2 separate regions of the Zea mays genome follow, and region 2 is linked to region 1. The links are chromatin contacts, called in public Hi-C maps. All regions are on one chromosome and are shown on one strand. Each heading gives the region's core, a stretch centred on a gene start, on an enhancer-like site or on the middle of the called end of the contact. The rest is flanking DNA. Distances are from core to core; before and after follow the strand shown.

What was found. A called contact is a pair of places that touch in the nucleus more often than the background predicts.
Region 2: a Hi-C map of tassel shows a contact between it and region 1, with 1.9 times the contacts expected there. The contact joins the promoter of LOC100286166 here to the promoter of LOC100193201 in region 1. A contact is called at or near these places in 2 of 25 Hi-C or Micro-C datasets (leaf and tassel).

What each region holds. Positions count from the first base shown.
Region 1 is chr8:165,282,668-165,289,595 of Zm-B73-REFERENCE-NAM-5.0, reverse strand. It overlaps LOC100193201 (heterogeneous nuclear ribonucleoprotein 27C), which reads right to left and starts at 2,407. Exons shown (of 14, transcript NM_001138355.1): 1 at 2,245-2,407; 2 at 1,157-1,362; 3 at 977-1,066; 4 at 487-552; 5 at 265-330; 6 at 53-141. The coding sequence starts at 1,174.
Region 2 is chr8:165,595,455-165,601,577 of Zm-B73-REFERENCE-NAM-5.0, reverse strand. LOC100286166 reads left to right here and starts at 3,959. Exons shown (of 9, transcript NM_001372394.1): 1 at 3,959-4,326; 2 at 5,230-5,312. The coding sequence starts at 4,107. LOC103636309 (photosystem II reaction center PSB28 protein, chloroplastic-like) reads left to right here and starts at 1,372. Exons shown (of 2, transcript NM_001322110.1): 1 at 1,372-1,678; 2 at 1,788-2,378. The coding sequence starts at 1,594. The coding sequence ends at 2,251.

The DNA.
Region 1 (6,928 bases), core at 1,158-3,657:
CAAATCAATAAGGATATAGATAATGAAAAAAAGTATAAATGCTCTAACTGACCTACGAAACATCGACTCATCCACCGATTGCGGAATTCGAGCAACGAATATCCTTGTAGCTTTCTTTGATCCTTGTGATTTCATTTCTTCCTGTGTTAAGAGAAATTTACACCATAATCAATACCAAATAGGCAAATATATCTGGACACTTATCTATGGTACACAATATGAAAATTACCAGAAAGAAAAGGTAACCTTTTGTATGTTATTTACCTTTGGAGTAGCTACCTTCACTTCTAATGTACGGCTCCCAAGAACATGCTCGCAATCAAGAACATTCTGAAAGGATAATGCAGTGATTCAGAAAACTCATTTGAAATGGGCACCATAAAACAGCTGCATATGGATTCCAGTTAAAGATTGAATGACACAAATAATTTATTATGCAACAGCATGCGTGGAGAAAATGAAGGATTATCTTCATTATTCTACTACCTTTGCATCGTCAGCTGAGGCGAATGTTACATAGCCAAACCCGCGAGATCGCCCAGAAGACCGCTCCTATTATTTTTATATGCAAGAAATATGGTCATAAATAAACATCTCAATCAGCATATATAGTGATCAAATAGTGCAAGCAGCAGATGAACATACAAAAATGGCTAATATTGCATGCCTGTGTACAAAAATGAACTAGGAATTAACTGTAATTGAACAGCACAAATATTAAAAATAAAATAGTAAATTTCAAGCCAGTCAAAAAATACAAGATAAAAAATAGCTAAGAGGACACAGGCATATGGCCACACATAATTTTCTATTCATAAGCAAACTATTCTTGGAGAAAATAAACAATCAATACTTTTCAAAATTATTGGAATATAAGGACAAGTACTTCAGGAATTGTAATGGCACAAAACTAAGGGTAAGAAAACATAAACAGTATAGCACCTGCCATTCAATCTAAATGTGAATTATGGCAAACCTTCATGACGACACAATCGTCTAGGGGTCCAAACTTGGCCATGTACTCTCGTAACCCTTCAGTGTCAACATCCCAGGGGATACCGAGAACCTAGGTGCATTAATTGTGCATCCTCATTATCCCTCGAGCGTGACATTCATGTATAGAATCTTACAAAGGAAAGAAGGGTTGGTAAATTACCACAAGCTTCGTAGCCATTGCAGTACTGGCTACAGATCAATGTCAAAAACTTATTTGGATCTTTATTCCCCTGTATCAAGGAGAACTCTCAGCAATCTACTGAAGGTCCCCAAGATTAACACAGATATTGCCTTGAACCTACGATGAAGAGTGCATGGTTTAAATTTCTTGAACACCTTGCGTCAAGTTGGCAGCCTTCATTGGATCTGAAAGTTGGTATGGTTTGGTAAAAGACTAAAAGTGTCTCACGGCCAGATAACCAGCCAATGGCAACATAAGATTCCAATAACTGGATAAGTAGGATGTGTATCTGCGCTAGGCAGCTGGAAATATAACCAAAAAAATACCAAATAGGACATCTCACAACAATAATTAAATAATATAACATAAACGCTACTGAAGAGTGGTTAACTAAGTACATCATAAAAGATGGCAACAAAATCATGATGAAAAGGAAAGAACATTACAGCGGCTCAGCAATATTGATTTATCAACGAAATATAGAATGCTCTGACGCAGAAACATTGGATTGCCTGGCACCCGGACCTATCTATCTATCTAGCTCCAGTGAGGTAGAATGCTAGTTATCCAAAAAGTCAAGTGGGTTACCGCCATACAGTGTCATGTTCTGCAGTGCCTCCATTTTGGGCCCACGCCAAAGTCCAATTTTACCTCTCAGGAGAAAGCTAAGCACATAGCTCTCACACCGAACACAATTTAGTTTCCAGAAATTATGCCCCCGGGGCAAAAATCTCGATTCCAGATGAGTCCCCTGTGCCAGGAGCCAACAACACGAGTCACGGCGGCCTTGGCATGGGGGATGGAAATGGAATTGAGACCCAGAATCCCCCCCCCCCCCCCCCCCCCCCGAAAATTAACCGTGCCAGTACCATAACCATGCTGTCCGAAAGGGCGGAACCAGCATAGGACATGTATACACCGGATAACTTTCCGAAAACTGGAAGTTAGCAGACACCATGCGTGCACTCGCAACTGGGCCAGATCCGAGTATAGATAATGCATTAGGGTTTGGGGTGTTCGATTCCGCGCAGCGGGACGGGAAGGCCCGGAGAGGGGCAGTGGCGTACCTGGTGAGCCCACGTCAGCGGAGAAGACGTGGCGACGGGCGGCGGCGCGCGCCGCCGGCGAGGAGCTCACGGAGGGAGTGAGGGAGGGGAGGAGGCGCTCGCCCAGTCGTCGCCGCGAGGAACCAAGGGAGAGGCGAGACAGCGGAGGGGAACGAGGTCGTCAGGGACTCAGAGCCGTGCAAAGCACCGTTGCTCCATCCGACGACGCCCCTCTCAGTCGTGGACGTAGATGGGCTCTTGCTGGCCCTGGCGGCCCATTAAGGCCGGTTCTGCTTGTACCAGGGTGGACATTCGGGCAATATTTTGTTTCGGCTACAAAGAATTTTGACCTTCTCGCTAGCTCCGCTTCTTATAAGCAACAATTGGATCTATACCATTAAAAGATCCAAACTTTAGATATATACCATGGACCCCACATGTCATTGACTCATGTGGACCCACATGTAAGTGAGATAGTAATGGTATGGATCCAAAGTGGTGATCTTTTAATGGTATGGATCCAAATTTCCCTTCTTATAATGTAAAAACCTGGAAGCTGAAAAAAAACAGTCACGATGTATTTAGCATGGCTCTCCTTTATTCTAGAGCAACTCTATTTAGCAATTAGCATGGCTCTGTTTTATTCTAGAGCAACTCTACTTCAAAACTATGGATGAAGTAGCTCTATTCCAGAGTTTAGATTGCTTTCTTATAACTAGTGGCAGTGGTGAGTAAATAAATTCAAACTCTATGTCTAATTTGTTTTGAAAGATTTCGGAGGATCAAAAGAATTACTCCAAAAAAAATTTACTACATCTCTTAAAACTCTATGGAGTTTGCAACTCTCGAGTTAGGGCGTTTGACAGGCTCTGGTCAACCATTTCTTAGAGTTTTGCTCTGAAACCATGCAAAACACGTCCATAGTTTTTTTTTACCGTTCGTGAGGCAAGAATAAGTCGTTGCGACAGATATGGCCCATGATCGCCACTCTGCGTCGTCGCTTGTAGGGACCGAGAGAACACGTGGTGGGGGCGATAGCTGGTTGTCAGCTGGGCTAGCAGCAGCAGTCAACCAAATGGCGGCACGGGATAGGGTAGTTGACTACTACTGCCTCCGGTCACAAATATATGACACTGTCGATTTTTTTCGAAAACTTTGACCACTCGTCTTATTCAAAATATTTATTTAAAATATAAAATTTTAAGTCAAGCACAAACTACCTTAAGTGATAAAACAAATCACAAAAAGATGATAACTCATTATTTTTTTAATAATAAGAGTATTTAAAGTTTTTTTAAAAGTCAACGATGCCATATATTAATGAACGGATGGAGTAGTTTTTTTATTGTGACGTTAACTGTGTGTACTCGTTAAAAGTGGCTAGTAGATCAAAATGTACATGCAAAAGACCCGACCCATGAGCAAGAATGGCCCACGATGCACGGTGTTGTGCTCCCTCTGTCACGGTGGAGTTCATGGGTGGTGACAGGGGTGAAGTCAGGATTTAAGTATAGAAGGGACAAATCAAATTGAGAGGAGCTGTTGAGAGGTATTTTACATTATTTATATGGTGGTTGGCTGATAGAATTAGTGGCTCTTATATAATTAGGAGAGTATTAGGGGGACATTATCCTCCTCTGCTCCTCCCCGGCGTCGCCCTGGGTGGTGATCGACCACAGCACACATTGTTGCTCCCGTTGGCGTCGTCCACGAGCCCTTGTCTGTGCCTTGTAGGCGAAGTGGAAGAACCACAGGGTGAGGACAAACTGCGTGGGGTCGGAGTCAAGCGGGCGGAAGCCCAAGGTGAAGACGTGCGTGACTCAAGGCGTGTTTAGAGGAGAGATAAATTAGTTCCAACTTCATCAGCTCCACCCCACCATCTTCAAAATATATTGAATGTGTTTGGCAAAAAAATTGGTGGAGCTAGTGAAGTGAAGCTGTTTTAGATGCTCCGTGTTAGAAATATGCCCTAGAGGTAATCATAGAGATGATCATATTTCTTTGTATCCACAATATATTGTTTATTGAATATCCATGAAAGTCATCTTGTAATGATTGACAATTATGTGAATTGTTTGTGAAACTCTTTACTTGTATGGTTATTCTAAAAAAATTCCATAGTCAGAGTTCATGACTATCACATGTATTAGTTGATGACTATGTTTCACAAGTCATAGACATGGAGATGTCAAACTAATAATGTGGGCACATGTATGATGCCATGCTAGACTGACCAATGTGAGATTTTGTAATATAGTTCTCTCTTGCGACATGTATGCTAAGTTCTTAGACCTAAGATTGTCGCATGTGCTCAAGATGTGAATTGATCTACTTTAGAACTATCGAACGCTATTCCATAATTGGGTAGTCATAAAGATGGTTTTGGGTTTATCGAAAAGCATGTTGTGAGGCATGATCGATCAAGATGGAATTTGTCCCTCTCAGCTTGAGGGAGATATCTCTAGACCCCTCGAGTGATCGGATCAAGAAATACATGGTCGTGCTAGGGTTAAGTGTTAACCCATAAAAGGATTTCGAGTCACAACATCGAGAAAGAGAGGTTGACTTAGAGCTAGACCAAATATCATGAGACAAAGTGAATAACATGTACATAATGTTGTGATGACCCGTCTGATATGATACTTACGTGTGCATGGGAGTTGACACGTCTTGCTAGAGGCCGCTGTCAACTATTGGGTTGAGTAGTACTCAGCCCATGTCTATATGTACGTGAATCTATAAGGATCCGAATTGGATGAGGTCAGATAAGGATCCAGATTAGACCTGGTATAGGAGTTCTAATGGGCTTCAGATTTAGAAACTTCGTAACTCCATTTATGGGTTGAAGCAAGCATCTCTGAGTTGGAATATTCGTTTTGATGAAGTAGTCAAAGGATTTGGTTTTTATCAAAATGAAGAAGAAGCTTGTGTTTACAAGAAAGAAAGTGGGAGCACTGTTACTTTCCTAATCTTGTATGTAGATGCCATATTATTGATTGGAAATAACATTCCTTTGCTGGAATCCGTGAAGACTTCACTGAAAAACAGTTTTCTATGAAGAATTTAGGGGAAGTAGCATATATTCTAGGCATAAATATCTATAGAGATAGATCAAAAAGGCTTACAAGTTTGAGTCAAGATACTTACATTGGCAAGGTGTTGAAACAGTTTAGAATAGTCCAAGAAAAAGTTCTTGCCTATGTCACGTGGTGTACACCTCAGTAAGACTCAGCGTCCTTTGACGACTGATGAGTGGGAGCGCATGAGTAAGGTTTCGTATGCTTCGGTAATTGGATCTACCATGTACGCCATGATAAGTACACGTCCAGATGTTTCATATGCTCTAAGTGTTGCGAGTAGGCATCAAACTGATCTAGGTGAGAGTCATTGGACAATGGTGAAAAATGATATTAAGTGCTTTAGAAGGACTAAAGGTATGTTCCTAGTCTATGGAGGTGAGGATGAGCTCTTTGTAAATGGTTACACCATTGCTAGCTTCCAAATTGATCCAAACAATTCAAATTTGCAATCAGGATTTTTATTCACGGTAAATAGTGGTGTTGTTAGTTGGAAAAGTTCCAAGAAAGAGATTGTGGTTGACTCCATAACAGAAGCTAAGTACATCACAACTTCTGAATCTGCGAAGGAAGGTGTTTGGATAAGGAAGTTCCTCAATGAACTTTGTGTGTTTCCAAATGCCTTCAGCCTATTGAATCTCTACTGTGACAAATATGGGGCAATTGCACAAGCAAAAGAGCTACAGAATCACTAGAAAAACAAACAAGTATTGCGGAAGTTTCACCTCATTCGAGAGTTTGTTATAAAGGGTGAGATCAAGATATGCAAGATACATACGGATTTAAATGTTGTTGATTCTTTGAAAAAACCTCCTCCACAGCCTAAGCATGAGTCACATATGAGAGATATAAGTATTATATATCTTCTAGATTAACCATAGTAAAAGTGGGAGACTGTTAGAAATATGCCCTAGAGGTGATCATATTTTTTTGTAACCACAATATATTGTTTATTGAATATCCATGAAAGACATCTTGTATTAATTGCAATTATGTGAATTGTTTGTGAGACTCTTTACTTGTATGATTATTCTAAAAGATGTCCATAGCGTTGCTGACTATCATATGTATTAGTTGATGACTATGTTTCACAAGTCATGAACACAAAGATGTCAAACTAATAATGTCGACGCATATATGACATGAGGCTGGATTGATCCAATGTGAGATTTTGTAATATAGTTCTCTCTTGCGACATATATGCTATGTCCTTAGACCTGAGATTGTTGCATCTGCTCAAGATATGAATTGACCTACTTTAGAACTATCAAACGCTACCATACATAGGGCCTAGATGTTTCATTACTAGGACATCTAATGTTCATTTTTATTATGGAAGCAAAAAAATGTTCCAGCCTTTTGCAGTCTTCTGCATATGGCTATTACAGATCGAAAATTAACTAAATATCCATCATAAAATTAACAAGACAAAGAGATCATTAGGAAGAACGAATCAAGCACCCTCTAATCTAGTATTGGACCTTCATCCATGGATTGCAAAGATCTCCATGGCCACCACATCTAACAGTCGACATACCGCAAGGACCTTGCGGTGATCTTCTTTCTGCAATAATCTTCAGAACCTGAACCAATATGTCCCCTTGAAAAGAACATGTAAATTTGATGGT
Region 2 (6,123 bases), core at 2,710-5,209, 310 kb before region 1:
ATCAGCTTTTGGATTCCATGGCCATGGGATGAAATCTATAGATCTTTTCTGGAAGATGCATGATTCTGGAATGAAAGCCACGAAAAGCACATTTATTGCTCTACTGTCAGCTTGCAGTCACTCTGGACTTGTTGATGAAGGGTGGAAGTATTATTGCCTTATGTCAGAAAAGTTTGGGATCACACCAGCCCCAGAGCACCATGTCTGCATTGTAGACATGCTTGGGCGGGCTGGTCGGCTGCAGGAAGCGCACAAGTTTGTGGAGAGCTTGCCGTCTCAACAAACACACGGAATTTGGGGCGCACTGTTAAATGCTTGCAGTAGCAGGAGTGAACTCAAGATGGGCGAATCCATCGCAAAACATTTGCTACATTTGGAGCCTGGAAATAGCGGTTATTATGTAACTGCAGCAAACCTTTATGCATACAAAGACATGTGGAGTGGTGTGGCCCAAGTTAGGAGCGTTTTGCAAGATAAAGGGCTGGTGAAGCCCCATGGTCGTAGCACTGTTGGTTAAGCGGTGGGTCATAAACCATGGAAGCCATACAATATGACGAATCGCCATGAATGTTTGTCAACTTCCCAAGTTCTTCTCACAAGCCGTCTCAATTATGAGCTGCAAGTTGCACGCTGGTATAGTGGTATCTTATTCGTAAGTACGCTGTCTACTCTTTGTACCCTGTGTTCATAAGGTTTAGCTAGACCATGATCCAAATCCTACATGGCATAACTTTTCTACTTCTCCTTTTTCTTCAAATGCAAATTATGCAATACTAGTACTTAAATTCCACTGCTGTTTCTGACCAGTTTTTTTTTAACTAACTGTGCAAGCATACAACTGCGGAGGAAAAACTCCAGGTCGTGTATGTTTCACTTCACTAATTGAAAATTACTGCCAGAACATGGTAATTTTATAAAGGGTGCCTTCCTCCAACATGGTGTGCTGGGCAGCTGGATGGTGTTTGGGCGAAGAAGATGAAGGGCAGAGAGGAACGGAGACGGCCTTTGGGCGGCGGCTGCAGATAATATAGGAACTGCTGGCAGCCGATACTGCTTGCGAGTTACCCCCGCCAAAGCTGCTGGCCGCTCAAGCGCCGGTTGTCATTCCTGGTGCCTCCATGGGCCACGAGGGCACCACACAGCCACAACTGCATGCATGCCTTCTCATGATCCAAGGAAAGGAAGAAGACAGGCTGAGATGTGTGAGGAGAAGAAAAGGAAGGGCGGTGGGCCCACCAAGAAACAGGAGCATACGTGCAAATATGCGAAACCGGAGAGCAGAAGCAAGCAGTTGTCAATTGTCATCGGGAGGAGGAGGAGGAGGAGGAGAAGAAGATAGGGCCTGCCTGCAATAGAATCCCTCTGGAATCTGGATGATGGATGGCTGTCTTTTGAACACACCGCCACCCAATCACTATCGTAGTATCTCGTCCCACTCTGCACCACTCAAACCCGCTGCTCCCCTCTGCATTTCACCCGTCCTCCACCTCCTCCCAGACACCACACCAGCGCTCCCTTTCTGGCTGCAGCTTCCCCGGACAGCTAGCTGCCTGCCTCTCACTCGAGAGTCACAGAGACCACCCCTAGCTAGGGATGGCCGCAGTGATGAAGGCTCTTGCTGTCGCCTCGCCGGTGTCGGCACGGGCAGCACAGCATCCCCGTCGGTACCACGTCGCAGGTATACTATCTCGCACCAAGCAGGGAAACAAATCAAATATGTGCATGTGTTCCGTCAAGTTCCCCATAATACTGTCTCTGTACTCTACTATGGTGGTTCATTCGTTCAGGTGTCCCTAGCCAGCAGCATCAACAGCAGAACTTGAGCCTGCACCTGCAGTCGTTGTTCCACGGCGTATCGTCGGTTCAGTGCCCTGGGCGATGGCGGCGGGCGCAGGTGGTGGCGATGGCGGGCCGGCCTGCGATCCAGTTCATCCAGGGCACGGACGAGCAGACGGTCCCGGACGTGCGGCTGACCAAGTCCCGCGACGGCACCAACGGCGTGGCCGTCTTCGCGTTCGAGCGTCCGTCGGTGTTCGACTCGTCGGCGGAGCTGGGCGACATCACGGGCTTTTACATGGTGGACGACGAGGGCGTGCTGCAGTCCGTGGACGTGAGCGCCAAGTTCGTGAACGGCAAGCCGGCGCGGATCGAGGCCAAGTACGTGATGCGCACGCCTCAGGAGTGGGACCGCTTCATGCGCTTCATGGAGCGGTACTCCCGGGCCAACGGCCTCCAGTTCGTCAGGAACTGAATGAAAGCAACTCATGAGCCCGACGAGCCTGCCTGCCTGCCTGCTTTGAGCTCTCTCTCTCTCGCTGCCTGTCTGTCTCTTTCTCCTCTGCGCCCCTGTGTGAGTTGGAATGCTTTTGGATTAACGGCCGGATTGGAAGAGGACTAATCGTACAGTCTGACAAGTATTGTGCATCCTCTGATTGCTCGCACACAGGCTGGCCACATGCAACCCCTCCTCCCTGTTCATTGTCCGTGGCAGTTGTACCGTCCCGTTAGAGCCTTGGCCTTGGCATGACACAAAGCATGTGGCGTGCGCTGTGTCACTGTGTCTGTGTGAAGGAACAAGGAAGGGTATCGAAATTCGAACACCCTAAATCGATCTATCGATGAATTTGGGCCGTTTTGTGTTATTTCTCACTACAACTGTCCCAAGGTATCGAGGATGAGCAAGTACCAATCCATCAATCGTACGGATCTGCTATACCAGCTACTAGCTTCTGATAAAGACCGAAGCATCATGAGAGAAGAAGCTTTGCATTACTGCATGCCGCGAACCGTCTGCCATACTGTCTATTAATTACACGACCAATGGCATCATCGAAAAGCAGATCAAGCAAAGCCATCCAGGGTCTAAATCCCCGACCTTTTTCTAGCTGGCCCCGCAGCGCCCTCCATATCCTCCTATGTTCGTTATATATATCCCGCCTGTCTCGATCCCCCCTCTCCTTTTTCATCAAATGACTATATATTCAAGCGAACGAGGATAAATCTAGACACATATGTAAAATACATCCCTCAAGTCTTTGATGAATTCACCGTTGACTTAAAACGAAATTTATTTTGATACGGATGGAGTATTAGATTAAAATAAAATATATTTTTACAGAAAGCCTATTGATAAGATGTAGATATTATAGACTTTAAGAAAGTTTATTAGCTGGCTGGGCATCGAGCATCCACATCTTCTTTCTTTGTATGTAACCATGTGATGAAGGCAAGGCAACGGCACCCACGGTCCCACGCCTGTTCTGGTCTGGTCTGATGATGTCCCTCTCTGGGTCCAGTCTCCTCCAGGTCCAGCTCGCTGGATGGAGTTGGAGCTTGGAGGGGCAGACATGCCATCTCTGTCGTGGGAGGATGGACAGCGAGGGTTCTGTCTCGTCTCTTGCTCTTGTTGCCTCACCCTTTCCTCTCATCTCCGCATGCGGTCTTGTCCGCCCTTCCCCTTCATTCCTTGCCTTGGGTCCAGTGCCTCCCTTTGTTACCATCTGCCAGACCGCGGTGGAACCCAGGTTCTTGTTTGCCATTGCCACCTACTGCTGTTGTAACTAATAATAATAAGAACAAACAAAGCTGTGTTATTAACCTGCAAAGAATACACACATCTGTGTGACTGTGTTTAATAAAACACACATTTTTTTCTTCTTTTCTGACGACGAATATATCAATCATGAAGGGGGCAAAAAAACCATGCATGTTGCAGCTAGCTAATACTGAGTAGGAAGGAAAGACACTGACACACCATTGGCAAGGGAGAGAAGAGAAAAGTGAGCTGGGAAGGAGGCTCAAGGAGTCAAGTCATCATTGCAGCAAGTAGGGTGGAGGCTGGAGGGGAGGGGAGGGGAGTGTCCAGTCCAACTGCAGGCATGCATATCCACTAGGCAATTATTATTAGTTAAACTGCTCCGCTTCCGACGCCTTCAACTCCATCGCCTCTTCCACCACAACCTAAACCCAAAAAAACAATTGGCAGCGCAACCGCCCACAGCTCGTGACGAGGCGACCCAACCCCCCCGTAGCGGCGGCGGCGGCGGCGGCGAGCAATCCTCCGGTCCGGCCGGCGGAAACACTAGCGGCGGGAGGCAGAGCGTCCAATGGCGGAGGACGGGGGCAAGGCCGCGGCGGCGTCTGCGGCCGCGGCGGAGGCAGGAGGCGGAGGAGCCAAGGAGGGCGGCGAGGAGAGGACCGTCAAGCTCTTCGTGGGCCAGGTGCCCAAGCACATGGCCGAGGCCGACCTGCTCGCCTTGTTCCGCGAGGTAGCCGCCGTCGACGAGGTCACCGTCATCAAGGACAAGGCCACCAAGGTCTCCCGAGGTGCGCGGATCTGCCTGGCCCCCCGGATCTGGCCTCGCCGCCCCTCTCCCCTTCCCCGCCGCTCGCTTCGCCGCAATGCCGCGCCGTGAGCTCCACCGCTCGGGTTTGCGAGCATGCAATGCCGCCCGCCGGTCGGAGAAATCTGAGCTTTCTGGGCTAGAAATTTTCGTAGCGTTTTTTTTTTGCTTGCTTGGATCCCCCCCCCCCCCCCCCCCCCCCCCCCGCCTGTGTGGGATCGATTTTGCTGCAATGCTGCGGGGAGATCTCGCGTCGAGTCCTCTGGTTGCTTGGGTTTCAGCATGGATTCGAGTTTTTGTTTTGCTTGGCCTGAATTGCGTTACCTTCCTAGTGTACGTATTTGCTCCATTGCGCGTTTTGAATCTCTTCCATTTCCGTGTCTGTTTTTTTTAAAACCGTATTCTGTCCGCTCCCTCTATATTTTCATTTTGTAACCTATTTTTTTTAAAAAATAAATCTATTTAAAGATATAAATTTTTATTAATATTTTCTATAAATCTAGGTAAGTTCGATAAAGTTTCACAGGCACGAGCTTCAATGCGTCTCGGCTGTGGCTTCAGCTTGTTTTCGATTTCGAGCAATGCAGGCTTAAACGTGCCATAATGGCATACAGTCTGTGTGCTATATTTTGCTGCTTGGTTTGCGTTGGCGTTTCTGCATAACTAGAATTAGAAAAGCCTTTCCCATAAAAAAAGAATTAGAAAAGCTACCATGTTTCGCCTGAAACCTATTTTTTTGTTACTTCGCACATTGGCATGCTATAGTTTCCCACTTCTAGGCTATCTCCTTGGCTTGTTCTGCTCTTAACCTGACCGTTTTTCCGTCATTTTGCCCATCTGCTTCTCTATTTCACCTCAGTTTTACATGCTCTGGAACATAATGCAGGGTGCTGCTTCGTCATATGCCCCTCAAGGGAGGAAGCTGACAAGGCGGTGAATGCCTACCACAACAAGCAAACGCTCTCTGGGGTATGCGAGCATACTACTAACCTTGTTCTGGTAGCAGGTTCCTTCTTGCCAACAGCCTAGGTGGAATTATCAGTAACTGAACCAACTGTAGCACCTTTAGCTCCTTTCTGGGTCGCTAATTATGAAAGTATCCCATAATCTGGTTGGCAGGGGCCACATTGTCAGCTAATGTTTGCTTTTAGCTGTCCGGTGGGATTAGGTGAGTCTTTGGTGGGCCACTACAGAGAAACTGAATTTAGTGACTGCGACTTTGGTGGTTGGTTCAAATTTTGGAATTAGATTTATTTAAAAATTTTGGGCTCCAAGTTCTAACCACTAATGGTTTGTCAAGGTGTGCGCGCAAATGATTGCAAGGTGCGAAGCCATTCTCAGTTCTTGTCCCATTGTTTCAGTGCTTGACTTCTATGGGGAGTGTTTCATTTCTGATCTCAAGGATACATCCTAGCAGTGTCAAGCCCAGTGGCAATCGTTTCTTTTTTCTTCTTCTTTCTTTTGTACTCCAAAAAGAGGAATATGCACTTTAACTTATTTTGAATGAGTTCTTGCTGAATGAAGTTGCTCGGAATCTGTTTTCTAATGCAGATACGTAGTAGTGCTTTTAAGAACAAGCTAAGTAGACAAAGTATATGCAAACGTAATACAACAGCCCTTCATCAGTAGCCTTTAGGTTGGCTAAATCTTTTCTCTGTTACTTAGATTAGAATAAACTGGAGGACCATTACAGACATGGATTATGAATGCGATGTAAAATACATCATATTATTGTGTTTATCAAAGCTAGTCAGTTTAGCTTCATTTGTACAAACATATA